2 separate regions of the Mus musculus genome follow, and region 2 is linked to region 1. Evidence: chromatin contacts called from public Hi-C data. All regions are on one chromosome and are shown on one strand. The core of a region is the stretch at or near the end of the contact, and the rest is flanking DNA. Distances in the headings are between cores, read along the strand shown. Region 1 holds the start of 4930445N06Rik (a long non-coding RNA gene). Region 2 has its middle 29 kb from the start of Gm35831.

Region 1 (5,807 bases), core at 2,292-4,791:
TATTCTTTCACAGACAGAGAGCGAGCGGGGTGGCTGCTTTAAAGGGGGACAGTGGACATTTCAAAGGCAGAGTGTCTGGGCTCATCTCCTGCTGCTAGAACAGAGAGCCACAAGCCCCAGGGCTCCAAAACAACACAAAGCTGCTGCCTCGTAGCTGGAATTCTGCAGGTCAGAAGTCCAAGGTGGGTCTGGTCAAGTTTGAATCGTGATGTGGACAGTACTGTGTCCTCCAGGGCTCCAGGGAGACTCATTCCCATCCTCTCCAGCCCACAGACATGCGGCATCTTCCTGATGTCTGCCTCCTTTCAGAAGAAACCAGCTACGGACCAAGTCTTCTGTTCATTGCTCTGTCTCCCTCTTCTATTTTTAAAGCCCCCGGTGTTGATGGAAACTGGATAACTAATTAGTAACTGCAGTTCTATCCCAACCTAAGTTCCTTATTGCCATGTAAGCTGCATAGTCACAGATTTGAGAAAGAATAGCCCAAGGATCTTTCAGAGTGTGTGATTATGCCTAATGCATTTCACACCGTGGCCTGTATCTGTCACTGCTTATCAGCAGATTCAACAGACCAAGGCCCCAAAACACTTGGAAAATATCCCACCTGTACCAATCATGGGTACATGTATATTCTTTAATTACTCCTTAAAAGATGCAGTGCAGCATCAATGCCTAATGCATCTTACAGGACATTAAAACAATCTAGAGATGGTTTGAATATTCAGGGGGTGATCCAGAGGTTACATACAAACACCTTGACATTTATACACAAGGCTTGAACACTTATGTTCTGGTACTGATGCTCTGTATATATAGAAAGATAACTTCATTGTCATCTATAAACACATAATCTCTATATACGCAAACATTTCTATATATTTACATAAGACATATAATTTCTGTGTCTGTGTGTTTGTCTTTCTCCCTGCGGGAGGTTTGTGATTTTAATTTTTCTCTGTTCTCCTCTCTATTGCCTGACATATCTCTCTCTCTCTCTCTCTCTCTCTCTCTCTCTCTCTCTCTCTCTCTCTCATTTTCTGAATGCATGTTTAAGAGAGAGAGCATGTGTGTGTGTGTGTGTGTGTGAGAGAGAGAGAGAGAGAGAGAGAGAGAGAGAGAGAGAGAGAGAGAGAATGAGAGAGAGAGAGACTTCCCTACATGTCAGATAATCTAAATGGAACTTCATAACAAGAAACTGTGTGCTGTATGCCAGGAACAAGCTGTGAGTTTAACTCAGAACACTCTAGAAATAATGGAGACCCTGAAACGTAGCAACTGTTACTGGCTCCCACATGAAGCTATGCCCTGCCTTGGCACCCATGGCAGACGCTCCTGGCAGGGTGCTGGCAAGGACGAGACTGCTCCCTTCTGTGCTTTCTGGCTCCAGGAAGGAACCTGCAGGTAGGAGGCTCTCATTAGGAGCAGTCTTACTTAATTAATCTTCCATTATTGGGCAAACCATGGGAACGGTGGGCTCCACCAGGAAAACCGTTTGCAGCCCTTGTCAATTTGCTCACTCTGTGAGCAGTCCGCCCAGTAAATCAAATGCTCGAAAGTGCAGTGCACACGGCAAATAATTAAACTGTCCATAAAGGCTGCTGAGGTCTTCACAGAGCTTAATTGTGTGTGACTCAGCAGCGAGGAGGCAGGGTCTGCCGGAGCCAGGAGATGATCCGGCACTAGTCAACTGCCTCCCCTGCCGGTGGGAACTGAGGGCTGGCTTTGCCCTCTGAGTGTGGCCACAACAGAGAGCAGCCAGTGAAAGGTGACCAGTAAACCTATGGAATCCACAGTTTCCAGGTCAACCCAAGTCCATAGCTACCTACCTCAAGCTTGCTCCTCCAGGACATGGCTTCAGTATCATAAAGATGAGATCTTTTAGAACAGTCGCTTGAATCTCGCCTTTACTTCACCCCTTTCCTGCAGTCTGCCTTCTACATCTGTACCTTGCCTCCCCTGCCTCTTGTCACCATAACAAGCCCTTGCCAGGTCCAGAACTGTTCCCCTAACAAGTCAAAGGGAAATTCTCACTCTGTAGTCTATGACATCATCCACAGAGAACTCCTTATTCATCTCCAGGCACTCAGATCTCCTGGGCTATATCTGTGCTGGTCTCTCTCTCTCCTCTACCGCCCAGAACTACATAAATACCACCACAGAAGGCAGCTTGTATGCCTGTCCCTGCTTTATCCCACCCAGGCTCAGATCACCCTTGGTACTTGTACCTCTTAGCAGGAGAGGCCATCCATAAGAAGATCATGTCCTGCTTCTCAGGCTTAATTCCAGGAGAGCTAAGCTTGCCCTGCCTGGCCATTCGTGTCTTCATTAATGCATCTATCATACCTGCTTGCAACTTCTTTATACAAAACTGGAAATAGAGACCAAGATATAGTCCCTGAGGTCTCTGAGCCCCTCAGATAGACGTGATTTACACTGTCTACCATCAAGTTTACTCTTGTTCAGTGAGCATTGGTGGATGGATGGATGGATGGATGGATGGATGGATGGATGGATGGACAAAAGAAGAGAGATCTCAGTGAAGATGTTAAAGGAACCTGTGAAGGATCTGATTTCAGTTTCAGAGCCTAAACAGACATGCTTGGGTCTTAGTAGAAAATAAGATCCACCATGGTTAAAGGGATGAGAAGGGACAAAGAAAGGACAGGGTGTGTGATAGTAAGAAGATGGGAACACGTAGCTGCCATTGGATATATGATTTGAATACAAGACCAAGGGGCCCACCTACAGGCTTTTCACAAGTTCCAGAAGGACCGCCTATAAACTATAGCCTTCCCTCCAACCCATTCCTCCTTGATCTCCTCCACCAGTGAAGATGGAAGATACTCATGCTGAGAGACTGGTGTAAGTCACGGAAGGTGTGGTTTTAATCTGATAAGTGGTTAGCAACAAAGTTAATGAGAGAATCCAGTTCTGAAATAGAGACAATGGTGCAGGAAGGTTCCGACATAGAGAGCCATGCCTACTCACACAGCCTAGTGGGCCAAGCCACAGCCTTATCCTCAGGAGTACTGACAGGTTCCTGCCATGAGCAGATAAATTGAAGCTTAGGGTGTTCTGGGGAGCTTTCATGTGGACTGGTGCTCAGAGCTATAGCTCTGCAAGGACTGTGGTATATTCAGAGTATTTTTGAGACACATGTGTAGACTGTAGACCAAGGCCCACACTGTGGGGTAAGAGCACCCACTCAGCTTTCAGAGACAGACTGAAGAGCAAGCACCCACACAGATGTGGATGGGCCAAGGGTGGCAGCATGGGGGTACGGTATATAAAAACACCCAAAGTGGTGGAGGTGAGGGAGGAGAGAGTGGACTTGGGAGTGGCAGTGCAGGGAACTCTAGGAAGAGAAGTCATGGCTCACAGCAGCAAGTGGATAGAATGGGAAGCATCAGCGACTCCATTCGTTCTCCACTGTCACACGACCATCAAACATCACTGTTGGATAGCCATGGAGGACACTATCAGAAAGAGGTTGAGGATGAGGGTCAGACAGGTGTCACTCACATGTCCATGAGAGAGGTGCGGCCACCAAATGTCCTTTGTCCTGGCTTCTAGAAGCCCAGAGATGGTAAGAGTCTCAGAGTTGCTGGGATGGGAACGGTCAGGGGTATTTGGGGAATCGGACCGAGCTGGGCTTGTTTACAGACAGTAAAAATGGAACCTTAGAAAAAAAAATCTGTGGGAGCCGGGTGGAAGCTTCTAGACAAAGAGGTGATGACCGAGAAATATAGGAAAGATTTTAGAGCCCGGGAGACATAACATGGAGGAGTCTCTAAAGAGACTGGGCACTGAGTACTGTGGGAAGTCATTTCCAGAAGCCATGGGGTCGCCACACAAAAGCTCCAGGAGGGTGGCCCATTCTCACTGTCTGTAAGGAGTACCTCTGTGCAAGCTGCCTCCTGCGGGCAGCTCCTGTGGTCACTGTAGCACATGTGACTAAAACATTTAATAGCATCTCTGCCCTTCACTGAAGGCCTGGAGTATGGGCTCATATGCAGCAATTCCCTTTGAATTGAAGCTTTCCCTCCTGGAAGGAGAGAAACGCTTTGAGACTCAAGAAGTAAACAGACCTCATAAGGCGAGGAGAGCTGAAACATGCCAGATAACCAAAGACTCTCCCCAGTACTATAGTACTAAACAACTGCAGGGCAGAGGCCCTCCCCCTCTTGACCAGTTCGGCTTCCTAGAAAAGAGTCTCTGGCCTGTGAACAATCCTGAAAGTAAAGCAGGGATCTCCCAGGACACAGCTTCTGTGAGCAGACATCCAGGTTGGGGTGAGCTTTTGTTCCTTTGAGTTATCCATGCTCCTGAAGGAACCCCAATAAACTCACTGGCTTGCTGAGGTGGGCTTTGGTGGACTCATTTCTTTGGTTTGCTGCTATGCTCTGTCTGGGACAAAGAGACACTTCTCTGCATCTCGTCAGGAAAACTTAGCACAACACATGGCTTGGGTACACGGAAGCTCACACTTCCGGTGGTTTTCCTTTAACACGAGCATCACAGCCTCCCAGAGAAGCCGTACAGCCATATGCTCTAGTGAGGACCTGCCATCTGCAGGCAGTGGGTCTCATTTTAATAGGTAATTGATTGGACGTGGGCCCACTGCCACTCGAGAAGAGGCCCAGCCTCCAGGGAGGGCCCACCTGTCTCTGGCAGCAAGGGTGGGCTCTTCTGACTTTTCAAGATAATTGAGTGTGACGCCTGCTGCTGCCAAACACTGACACCTCCAGGGTGGGCAGAGGAGGGCTCTGTTTCCAGGCATCTGTCTGGTACTCCTAGAAGAAGCCTCCAAACATCCTAAATTCAGAGTCCACAGAGATGGCTTATGAAATAAAGTTCAGCCCCATGCTCTGGGATTGAACTCCTTCTGCTCTGAGCCCTTGCAGAATCCAAGTGTCTGCCCCCTCACTGCTGACAGGGACATGTCCCACCATTGTGGCCCTCACCATCACCAGGACAGAATGTTTCTATCACACAAAGGAACCCCCTGCCTATAAGCTGACTCAGGACACTGTACTGCCCCCAGCCTTACTGTCTCTAATCTTCCTGCAGTCAGGTTTAAATATTCTGGACATTTCTTGAACATTAAATCATGTACTATCTTGTCTGCTCTTCCAGAGGTTCTGAGTGCAGTTGCCAGCACTCACAGGGCAGCTCACAACCATCTATGATGGGATCTGATGCTGTCTTGTGCTATATAGACACACATGTAGACAAAGCCCTAAAATACATAAGTAAAGAAATCTTAAAAAACAAACAAAAAGAAGATTTGCTGTGCCAGGAAAATGTTAGCGATCCCCCAAATAACAGACAGGAGCCGATCTGATGCAACTCACAGCAGGGTCTTTATTCTACTTGAGCTAGCTTGCTTCCTCCCTCCCCTGCCCCCTAATGCACTGCCATCACACAGGATGGTTTGGTGGTCAGAGCGGACAGGAAGGTGTGGAGCCCCAAATGTCTATGTGGGCAAGGCTTTAGAGTAAGCAGCAAGCAGGGAATGCGTGTGCAAACATCTAATTGGGAAGCTACTGTGCCCTTTAACATAATTGGCTGGTGCTGGGAGTCATATCATAAACTGAATTTCTGCTCCCCTCTGCATTGGTGATTGTTAGGCAGGGGGTGGACTTGTAACCTGGGGGCGCAGGTTTGTTGGAGGAATAAGCTGGAGACACTGGTCTTGTTGAAGGTGTAACCTGGATTAGCCTAGAGACTGGAGCTAGGCTCAGGTTTTGTTGGGGGGCAACTTAGAAACTAATGCTAGGTACCAGCCTGTTCGTCTACCCTGAGTT
Region 2 (5,807 bases), core at 1,099-3,598, 230 kb after region 1:
CTGCCCTTCCATCTTTTCACCCACCTACTTCATCCTTACTCCATTTCCCCTTCCAACCATCCTCATATCCATCCATGTATTGCTTTCAAAAAGGCACTTGCCATGGAAGTACCCCAGGCAGAGTGAGTGTGGAGTAGTAACATATGGTCCTACTGGAGTGTGTTTAGAATCCCAAAGCCAGAGTAAGTAATCTAATTTCAAACTCACCACATGACTGTTACAGAGGTGACCTTGAGTAGATGAGCTACACTCTGAGCCCTAAAGTTCTTGTCACTAAATGGACAGTGAGGAATCTCACTTCTAGGTTTCAGCAAGAAGAGGCCAGTCAATGGTACAGAGCCAGGACTGGGCTGAGCTGAGAGTGGTACTGTCTCTGGAGGGATCATGGTCAGGACGAATTCTCATGTCCTACCCAGTTTCTTTCCCCAGTCCCATTCTGGCCTTGTTTCTCTGACCTGCAGAGGAAGTTGCCCTAAGTGCAGCTGGAGACGGGGATGGCAGAATTCCAACACCCATATTGAATGTGGACCATTGGGAGACAGCCCACAACCCAATGCCTAGACCTGCCTGCAAAACCAAGTACCCTGACAGAAGAAGAAAAGTCAAGAGTTACAAGGCAGCTGTAGAAGAATGGCCTGTTTGAGAGCTGCATTGTGCTCAGTGACATATGAGCTGCTTCCAGGGGTCCCTCACTGAAGCAGAAAAACCTTAGACAGGGCTGCCAACTACAGACAAGAGAAGCTGCCCCGTGTATTAGTGGTGGACACCAGGAGGTTATAGAAGATCTACCCAAGAGGAAACAGCCAGCCAACCTTGCCCCTCCACAAATACACACCCCAGTCAAAGAAATGATGGGCTTTCTGCTTTATTTCTCAGGCATCAAGCTGCTGGAATGGGGGGGGGTGCAAAAAATTCAGGACTAGAAGAGCTAGGGGACCTCCAAAAAACAAATAGACCCAGTGTCTCATGTAAGCCAGCTGTTTCCCTGAGGGTCTGCCTTCTCACTCTGAATAGAACAAGGGTAATGACTTTCACCAGGGAAACAGCACCTAGAGGTAGAGACAGTAGGGAAGGGGGGCACTTCCTGGCCATGCCTCAGTGAGCATACCCAGCAACAGGCCAGCATCATTCCATCCACGGATTCAGAGCCCCAGCCTGGGGTCACAGCAAGCCCTACCCACCCCCAAGCCCCATCTAATAAATGAAGACCATGCTGAGGGCTTCATATAACCCAGTCTCCTCCCTACAGGACAGCTCCGATTTCTCTCCTCTTATAGCTCTATGGCCAGCCTGAGGCCAGTACCCAGTGACCAGGCTCTCATTCCAGGTTGTACTGGCTGGTTTTCTGTGTCAACTTGACACAAACTGGAGTTATCACAGAGAAATGAACCTCCCTTGAGGAAATGCCTCCATGAGATCCAGCTGTAAGGCATTTTCTCAATTAGTGATCAAGGTTGGGAGAGCCCATTGTGGGTGGTGCCAACCCTGGGCTGGTAGTCTTGGGTTCTATAAGAAAGCAAGCTGAGCAAGCCAAGGGAAGCAAGCCAGTAAGTAACATCCCTCCATGGCTCCTACGTCCTGACCTGCTTGAGTTCCAGTTCTGACTTTTGGTGATGAACAGCAATTTGGAAGTATAAGCTGAATAAACCCTTTCCTCCCCAACTTGCTTCTTGGTCATGATGTTTGTGCAGGAATAGAAACCCTGATTAAGACACAGGTACAAGGATTTACCATGAAAGGCCCTCTGAGCTCAAGTTCTGTATCAGCCCCCAGGCAGAACTTCTGGCTTCCTCATACGGAAGGATTCACCTGTTAAAAATCTGTTTACAAATTCACTCTCATGGGAGGCTGTAGCAGAGGGTAGCTTAAACCAAGAGTTTAAAAGCTGTCTGAGAAACACAGAGAGACTGTCTCAAAACAAAAACAAAAACAAAAACAAACAAACAAACAAAAAAAAAAAACACAGCCACAAATGTACTCCAAGTTGACCTGGAACTCATAACAATCCTCCTGCCTCACTCTGACAAGTCCTGAGACTAGTAAACCACCATATCTGTCTGTAGATTCAGTCTTAAAACTTTCTCTGATCATTTTCTGTGTCAGGAGTAGGGGAGAGGAGTCTCTCTCTTAGCAACTCTAGCATCTAGACATCTGCTTATAGGCTCTATGGATGGATGGATGGATGGATGGATGGAGTGATCGATCATTTGCATCATTGCCTGAGCTGGAATCTGAGATCAGATTCCTAGAAGAGAGGAAAATGGGAGTGGAGGACATGAAACTCACTTGATGGGCCCTGGGAACCAGCCATCTGTGTCATGGCTTCCTGCCAATGAGATGTCCATCTGCCACAGTGTCCTGTATCCCTCAAGCCCTGGCTGAAAGCAGCTGTAACACTGGTCTCCATTGGCAACAGTCATGTCTGGGGCCTGCTCATGTAAAAGTTGCTGAGTCTGCTGCTCTGAACATCCCTGGAAGTATCCAGGCCCCACCTGGCTCCAGCTGTGCTCTGAGGTGAATGGCCGCCTGGAACAGCCAGGGTTAGGATGAGAATATTAGGCATTTGTGGTCTGAAAGGCCCCTGGCTTTAAGAGAAACAACCATTCTCACAGGAGTCTGGCTCCCTGCATCCTGTACCCCGAAGATCAGCAGGCTCCCTGGATCTCAGCAAAAAGTAGTGACAGTCCTGCCCTGACTACACTTCCAGGGTGAAATGTCTGTTAGAGATTCTTGGTTTTCTTTAAAACCCTTCTCACTGGTATCACAGCAAAATTAACCCAAAGTGACCAATGATCCAAACTCAAAGGGCCCCAAGCTCAAAACTCAGGAGTAAACGGAATAGATAGCCTTGTGACCATGGAACAGGATACGGTTTCTCAGTTGGAACACCCACCAAAAGTCCAAAAGCAAAAGAAAAATTAGTTGAATTAGATATCACCAAAGTTTAAAATCTTTTGTGCATCAAAGAGCACTGCCAACAGGGTGAAAGATGAAAGGTTAAGTCATGTGCATGTCTCCTGGGGCTCACATCCTGACTACACCAGGAACTCCAGTTTAGAATGACTGACATCCCGACTCAGACATGGGCAGAGGGTCTTGCTGCAGACCCAAACCCTCGTGCCACAGTTCCCATGGGACAATATTTGGAGATAGGCCTTTGGAAGGTGACTCAGGTGAGACAAACACATGAGAGCCAGGCTCTCAAATGGGACCCGTGTTCTTGGAAGAAGAGATGCCCAGACGTTTGCTTCTCATGAAGACTCTGTGAAGGCAACCATCTACAGACAAGCAGCATCATTGTACTGGTGGTGCCTGACCTCAGAGTTCAGTTTCCGGAGCTATGAAAAAATGACTATCAGTAGCTTCAGCCTGTAGGGCCATAGGGCTTTGGTACAGAGGCCCAAGAAGACTATGGCAGACCCAATGTCTTAGGGTTTTACTGCTGAAGAGACTCCATGACCAAGACAACTCTTATAAGGATGTTTAATTGGGGCTGGCTTACAGGTTCAGAGATTCAGCTCATTAATCAAGGCGGGAGCATGGCAGCATCCAGGCAGGTATGGTGCAGGGGTAGCTGAGAGTTCTACATCTTGTTCCAAAGGCAAACAGGAGAATACTGGCTTCCAGGAAGCTACCATGAGGGTCTTAATGCTCATGCCCACAATGACATACTTCCCCCAACAAGGCCACACCTACTCCACAAAGTCACACCTCCTAATAGTGCCACTCCCTGCGCCAAACACATTCAAACCAGCACATCCAAACAGTAATTCCTCCAAAGAAAATACATCAATAACCACAAAGCACAAGAGCTGCAGGCAACATACAACCCAGCCACAGTGAGGCGGCAACCAAGATCTGTTGGGATGCTGCTATTTATCCAAGAAAATAAACCAGAACACAGCAAATTCTGGTGAGGCTGTTGGAGAAATTAAAACCCTGGCTCTGTTGGAGGAGTGACAAATGGCACAGCGGCTGTGGAAACAGCATGGTGGCTCTCAGAGAGCTAAAAATAAAATGACCATGTGACACAGTAATTCCCATTCTGGGCATACAATAAAAAGAGTCAAAATGGCCACGAGAGCCAAACGTTTGCAACCCAAGTGTCCACCTACAGATGAATGTTGGGCTGCCCACCACATCACCGTCTGTCTGTAAAAGGAAGGAGGGGCTGAGGCTATGGCTCACTCAGTAAGGGGCTTGTTGCACAAACATGGAGATCAAGTACAGGACCCTAAAACCTATATAAAACTAAGTGTCAAATTCAGAGAGGCAGGCAGCCAGTTGGCTGTTATGGAGATGGGAGGACAGTTTGAGTTTGTGGACAGCAAAGGCTCCAGAGTGATAAGGATGATGGTGACACATTGTCCATGCACGTGAGGCTACCACTCTGCACTTTAAAATGGGGAAGATGTTGAATTTCATGTTATATATATTTTATAAGTTTTTAGCAGGAAACCAATGTGCCAATTAAACTCACACAATAAATATCACCTTGCTACAAGTATAAAAGTAGTATTGATTTTGTATTGGTTTGGTTTGGGTTTCTTTAAAATTGATTGATTTTATGTGAGTACACTATCACTCTCTTCAGACACACACGAAGGGGGCATTGGATCCCATTATCGATGATCTGAGCCACCATGTGGTCGCTGGGAATTGAACTCAGGACCTCTGGAAAAATAGTTGGTGCTCTTAACTACTGAGCCATCTCTCCAGACCTTTTTTGTTTGATTGGTTTGGTTTGTGGATTTTGGGGGCTTTTTTTAATCTCCCTTGTTTGAATTTTTCAATTATCTAAAGCTTTAAATAAATTAATCTAAGCTCCAACCTAATAATGTTGCTTTCTGTGTGGTGTCCCAATAGCTAGAAGAAGGCAGAAAGAGAGATTGAATTCTAGGGTGCTTGCTGGATAGAATCCCAATAAAGTAATATACCATAAATGGCATTGTCCAGCCTGTGCTCCATCCCCCAGTCCAGGACTGATACTTGTGGGAGCCCTTCAATAGAGACCAAGTGTAGTGTTTGGAGCTAGCCTCTGCTTGTGAGGAACAACCATGTGAGTGCAGGTCAGGACTCCACAGAAGAGCTGGGCATGTGTTTCCCAGACTTGCAGCTGGCTCCTGAAGTCCTGGTGTACAGTGAAAATTCTGGAGTGTTGAATACAGAAACACAGGGAAATATAAGAATATGCTTTTGTTTTAGTTGCAGATGTAGAGATATGGGCTGCTTTGGACTGTCTGCAGCAGCTGACTATGATTTGCTGCGTGCTCTAGCAGAGGCATGATTTTGCCAGCTGCAGATAGCTTCCATGATTGTGTGACATTTAGAATTCCAGGAGCTTTCCAGAGGGTATGTAAACGCTAGGGCCCCAAGAGGTGGGTAGGAGGTCATTCAGGGTGGCTGGCTGTGGTTTGTTAGTAGTCTTGCTCAAAGAAGAAATGAGAAGAAAGAAAATTAGATTCAAGGATCTCCATCTCTTCCTCTCCCCTCTATCCTTCTGTCTCTCCTATCTAGTGACAGTGAGTGAAACTAGGAAGGGAAAGAGAGGGAAAAAAGAAGAACTCACAAAGTAGAAGGCTCCCACAGGCTCTGTCCCTGCAGACCAACCGTTACAGGCAGGTAGTCATGGTGCTGGAGTTGAACATTTACATTGTGATCAGCAAGCACAAGGCAGAGATAGAGGTAGAGAGAGAATGAGAGAAGCATTGGGAATGGTGTGGGCTTTTGAAACCTCAAAAACCACCCTCAGTGACACACCTCCCCCAACAAAGCCACGCCTCCTAATCCTTTCTAAACAGTTCCAG

What was found. A called contact is a pair of places that touch in the nucleus more often than the background predicts.
Region 2: a contact with region 1 is called in a Hi-C map of cerebellum, with 2.0 times the contacts expected there. The contact joins the enhancer-like site here to the promoter of 4930445N06Rik in region 1. A contact is called at or near these places in 3 of 39 promoter capture datasets (the C10 cell line, embryonic stem cells and hippocampal neurons), 2 of 15 datasets of contacts at CTCF or cohesin (embryonic stem cells and pro-B cells), 61 of 484 Hi-C or Micro-C datasets (the 63-12 cell line, the BV-2 cell line, the CH12 cell line and 28 more), 3 of 115 datasets of contacts at active chromatin or transcription factors (a beta-TC-6 cell line and embryonic stem cells) and 2 of 9 other capture datasets (adipose tissue and liver).

The regions. Positions count from the first base shown.
Region 1 is chr15:88,313,634-88,319,440 of GRCm38.p6, forward strand. 4930445N06Rik (a long non-coding RNA gene) reads right to left here and starts at 3,542. Exons shown (of 7, transcript XR_875554.1): 1 at 3,523-3,542. It overlaps B230214G05Rik (RIKEN cDNA B230214G05 gene), which reads left to right and starts at 1,241. Exons shown (of 3, transcript NR_045281.2): 1 at 1,241-1,401.
Region 2 is chr15:88,540,418-88,546,224 of GRCm38.p6, forward strand. No RefSeq gene overlaps it. Among named protein-coding and RNA genes, the nearest start is that of Gm35831, 29 kb to the left of the region's middle. Within about 2 kb of position 2,349, at least 6 of the 459 cell types and tissues checked have an H3K27ac peak or open chromatin away from gene starts, as enhancers often do. A contact at or near this core is called in cerebellar granule neurons, cerebellum and stem cell-derived neurons, where this site is marked.